Linked DNA regions of Gossypium hirsutum: region 2 is linked to region 1. Evidence: chromatin contacts called from public Hi-C data. All regions are on one chromosome and are shown on one strand. The core of a region is the stretch at or near the end of the contact, and the rest is flanking DNA. Distances in the headings are between cores, read along the strand shown.

The links. Hi-C and Micro-C count contacts between places; a contact is called where the count stands out from the background.
Region 2: a Hi-C map of leaf shows a contact between it and region 1, with 2.0 times the contacts expected there. The contact joins the promoter of LOC107951138 here to the promoter of LOC121203086 in region 1. A contact is called at or near these places in 2 of 34 Hi-C or Micro-C datasets (leaf and seedling).

What each region holds. Positions count from the first base shown.
Region 1 is chrA02:16,569,055-16,571,754 of Gossypium_hirsutum_v2.1, reverse strand. It overlaps LOC121203086 (serine/threonine-protein kinase SAPK1), which reads left to right and starts at 1,290. Exons shown (of 8, transcript XM_041085512.1): 1 at 1,290-2,239; 2 at 2,394-2,495; 3 at 2,632-2,667. The coding sequence starts at 2,126.
Region 2 is chrA02:17,182,903-17,185,602 of Gossypium_hirsutum_v2.1, reverse strand. LOC107951138 (14-3-3-like protein B) reads left to right here and starts at 1,287. Exons shown (of 4, transcript XM_016886073.2): 1 at 1,287-2,087; 2 at 2,263-2,385. The coding sequence starts at 1,590.

The DNA.
Region 1 (2,700 bases), core at 41-2,540:
TCATATTTATACTTTAATCCCTCAAATTTTGAGTATTTACTCTTGGGCCACAAAACTTTTTTCACTTTTACAATTTAGTCCTTTCTTAAATCAATATGTCATAATATACTTCCCAGTGACATAACTCAATTTTCCTCTTCTTGTCACTTTTTTTCCTTATTTTATTATATTAAGGATAATATCTTACTATAGAAATTTTCAGGGTGTTACACATTATTGAACAAATTTTAAAAGAACATATTTTAATATAAAATTTTCACCCACACAGCGGGCATGACAAAATCCAATATACTCTAAAGTCTTGTCTACATGATCATTGTAAGAAAGCAGTTAAATTGTTATCTTGATCTCTCTACTATGCTCACATTTGGGATTTCTTTAATCTAAACTACTATATATAAAAAGAATGTCATGGGCATTCCTTATGTGGCATGTGTACCAATCTTTTGTTTTTTAGATTATATAATATTGGTCAAATTTTAGTTTTGGTCCCTATAGTACACTCAATTTTCAGATCTAATTTTTAACATAATTTGGTACCTCAAGTTTTACAATATCATTGGTTAGTCTAAATACTTTATTCTGATTAAAATTGTAAAGTGAGTTTTTAATTGTTAACGCCGTTAAAATTCTTTTTTACATTTAGGTCTTTACAAATTATTTTTTTATTAATTTCAAAATGTTACATTAACAATTTTAATAATAAAAAAGTAATAGTGCTATCAACTATACTTGATTGTCTTTTTTTTTTTAATCTAAAGTGTAGAGAGATTACATTTTAAAGAATAAATAAGGACTAAATTTCAAATATACAAAGAGGATTTGGACTTGAAGTATATTTTAACCTTCACATATTTACTTTATAATTTGACTTAAAAACTAATTAACCCAAGGCAACATGTGTGTCAAGATTAATACTAATATTTTTAATACAATATTTAAAATTACTCATAATCATTTTTTAACCCTTAAATAAAAAAATAAAACATATTTAAGTGTGCCCAAATCCATGTACAACCATGCGGATAGCAATTTAACTAAATATCAATTCACTAATATATTTTATTTTAATAATTCATTTAATATCAATTTTTTCAGGTGCATATTGTATTTTCTTCAAAATTCTTCTACTAAAACAATTAACAATAATGAAAAAAAAAACTGTTTCGGTCTTCAAAGAATTTTAACCCTCAATATGGTATTCTTAGTTTGGTGAAAAGGCATGTCAAATCTGATGGCAATTTCAACTCCATCCTACAATCATTGAGCAAATAAACAAATTTGAGGCTATATTTTTCATCCGATTCCCCTCCAATCATATCAAATAAAATAATAGTACTACTTTTTTTTTCTATAATTTCAAAATACCTTACAAGATAAACCCAAAGAAAATAAGAACATGACTGATTATTCATTCATCTGATGTCATGAAATACCCACTCCTTGAATGAATATATCTTCCATGATTTGACCTAATACTTGTGCTGTAAAACCACCAAAGCGATTTTCAGCCCATACCCACACCACCTTCCTTGGTCTTTATTGTCCTTATTTATCAGAACTGTAAATTCCATACCTCATTTTAGTTTCTAAAGCTTTGTGATTCCCTAGTGCACTTGTCTTTTTTCTTTTAACATTTATGTTCCAATGAATGGAAGCTCCATCATTCTGTACACGTGTTCCCTTTGCAGTGAAAGAAATGAGGCTTCCAGATTTTAGACGATGATGGTTGTCACTTCTCAGTCGCAACTAACTTTGAATAAAAAGCACACCTAAGTGCTGGACTTCTTGTGCTTCCTTTTTTTTTTTTTTACACTGTTGTTTTTCCAGAGACATAATAAAGAGAAGAAGACATCAAAGACTTGCAGTGGGAGTACTTTTGACAAAAAAGAAAAACTATGGAGCGTTATGAGATTGTGAAAGATATAGGATCTGGGAATTTTTGTGTGGCCAAGCTTGTTAGAGATAGATGGACAAAAGAACTCTTTTCTATTAAGTTCATTGAGAGAGGCCACAAGGTCTTGTCTTATCTATACCTTGTTTCTTACATCTTATTAAATCTTTTTTTCCAACTTTTTCTTTTCTTGTTCCAATCCGATTATCTATCATTATCCTTTTTTTTTATATGGGTTTGTTGCTTAAAGGGGTTTTTTTTTTGTTGCTGATTGATGAACATGTGCAAAGGGAAATCATGAATCATAGATCATTAAAACATCCCAATATTGTTAGATTCAAAGAGGTTGGTACTCTTTTATAATCTATGATCCTTTTTTGTCTTGTTCTTGTTTGGCTTAGCTTTGCTCCATTATGTTTAATGAAGATAGGTTAGGGCTCTGTGTTTTATCCTGACTTATTTTTGGGTTAACTTTCTTTTTGATACATTGCTCTTGCAGGTTCTTCTTACACCTACACATCTAGCCATAGTCATGGAGTATGCTGCAGGTGGAGAGCTCTTTGAGCGCATCTGCAGTGCTGGTAGATTTAGTGAAGATGAGGTAAATATTCTAAAATACCCATAGTCCAAAAAAGCATAGTGAAAGAGTGTATTGTACTCTATTCTATTGCATAATACAATTTTCTCATATCTAAATCTTCCATGGGAGATTTTAACAGGCAAGGTTTTTCTTTCAGCAATTGATATCAGGAGTCAGTTACTGTCATTCCATGGTATGAAACTTTGGCATTCTAAACTTTTCTAGT
Region 2 (2,700 bases), core at 38-2,537, 610 kb before region 1:
TAGTAACAAATCAATTTACATTATTAATAAATAAAGAAATTTCAACAAGTTATTAATTTATTTTGATGTTTTAAAATTATTTTACAAAAGTATCAATGAAACTTATTGTCTTTAATAGTTGTTTACGAAACTCAAATTTATTTTAACTATATAATCTTGAATTTTCTATGTTAATCTAGAAGTAAAGAAAAATCCTTACAATTAAATAAATAAATTAATTTTATCTACCATGCCAAGCAATAGTCATAATTTTTCATCACTTATTTACCCAAGCATAGAACAAACAATTAATTTAATTAATTTCAAGGATATTTTTCTTTACTTTTAGCTTAGCATGGAAGAATCCAAATTATACAATCAAAATAAATTTAAGCTTCATAGACAATTATTATATATAAGTTATTTGTTGATTTTGTTAATTTTAAAATTTAAAAGGAGAATAAATTAATTAATTTTAATATTATAATACAAATCGATTGACATTATCAATGGATAAAATTGTTTCAATAGTTTATTCAATTTATTTTGATGTTTTGAAATTTAAATTTTGATATTAAAAAATAGAATTTTCAACAATAGAATAAACAATTACAAATTGACAAATTTTGTGTATTATTTTAGTTTCTACCTCTTTTCACTTTAATCTTTAATTTTTTACCCTAATCAATATTTAAAAAAGATATCTTTTAGGTGACCAAAATAAAAGTGTAAACATAATGTAATGTGTATAATTAACAGTCATTAGAGATTAAATATTTAGATAATTAAAATGAAAGCATCCTAAAAATTAGATGATCAAATTGTAAAAATTTTATTTTAAGTGATTAAAATAAAAATACTCTAAAAATTATGTCACCAACTAAGTAGTTTAGCGTTGTTGTTATACAAAGTGGTCTGCATTAAGATGCAGTTCCAACTTCATCCAGCCCATTGGAAGCGTTTTAAGCCGTATCCATATTTTAGCATAATTCATTCCATAGATAGGAATTTTTGAATAATAAATATTTTTAAAAAGTTGGTGTATTATATTATAGCAGAGGAAAAGTTAGAGCTTTAAAACTTTTATTTTGGTTGGCTGGCCTGCTGCAACACAAGGAAAGCCGCCAAAAGGAATACAATTTAAAAAAACAAAGGCCAGCTGGAGAGAACTATAAACGACGAAGCCTTTGATAGAGTTTGATTTGATACTCGCGTTGAAAACGTTATCAGTCATGCTCAAACGACACCGTTTCGAGCTGGATTAGGTCCCACTTATTACAGGCAAATCTTATCTCCAAAACCGCCCAATTCCATTTTAAATCCTGAATCATTAGTTTTCAAATCCAGATTCCCCAACAAAACCATACTTTTCTTCGCTCAAAAATTCAATAATAAGTCTATCTTAATTAAATAAAATTAAGAAAAACAAAAAACCAACAACCAATTCTATTCTCATTTTTAGTTACCATTATACCCTCCTCAACCTTGCGTTAAAAAAAAAAAAAAACCCCTCTAAATCTTCAGGCCTTCAGCGTCCCTCCCGAAAGCGAAGGCAAAAAAAAAAAAAAACTGAAAAACGTTCTCTCCCTCGAAACCCACCATTACGGCAAATGGCGACGACGGTCACCGGCAACCTGAGCCGCGATCAGTACGTTTACTTAGCGAAGCTATCCGAGCAAGCTGAGCGCTATGAGGAGATGCTTCAGTTCATGCAAAAGCTGGTCCTCGGCTCAACCCCAGCCGCTGAATTAACCGTCGAGGAAAGGAACCTTCTCTCCGTCGCCTACAAAAACGTCATCGGATCTCTACGTGCCGCGTGGAGAATCGTTTCTTCCATCGAGCAGAAAGAAGAAGGTCGAAAGAACGAGGAACATGTTGTGCTGGTTAAGGAGTACAGATCCAAGATTGAATCCGAGTTGTCGGAAGTTTGCGCTAGTATCTTGACTTTATTGGAGTCGAATCTGATCCTCTCTGCTACTGCTAGTGAGTCCAAGGTTTTCTATTTGAAGATGAAAGGAGATTATCATCGCTATTTAGCGGAGTTTAAGGTTGGTGATGAGAGGAAAGCTGCTGCTGAGGATACTATGTTGTCTTACAAGGCTGCTCAGGTAACATTTTAACTCTAGCTCAAGCTTTGACTGAATAGTTGAATTTTACAGTACAATTTTGGATGTTGACTTGGGGGAATATGACTTTACGGTTGGGGCTTCGATTGTGAAACCTCTTTCATATTTTCTTCTTCCAAAGTTGATTCTTTAGATTTTTGTGTTGAACTGAATGAAGGATATTGCACTGGAGGATCTAGCACCGACGCACCCTATCAGATTGGGGCTTGCGCTGAATTTCTCGGTGTTCTACTATGAGATTCTCAATCAGTCAGACAAGGCATGTAGCATGGCTAAACAGGTGCGTTTTCCTGTTATTTTTGTTACCACTTTATCATGTTTTATGCTATAAATCCACCATTTAGTTTAATCTGGAGCCTATTAGATTAAAGTATGAACCAGCATTAGTTAAATAATTTTTTGTTCAGATAATTGCAAAAAGATAGCTCCATTTGTATTTGTTTGATTCTCATCATTCTATTACTTTAAACTCACTTCTCATTTTGAAAATTTTGAACTTGGGAAGAAACTAGTGTTAAATCAGGGTGTTAGCTATAGTACATAATGTTTTTTGATGTAGATCTGCTAAACCAAATCCTTATGAGCAATTAAGTCA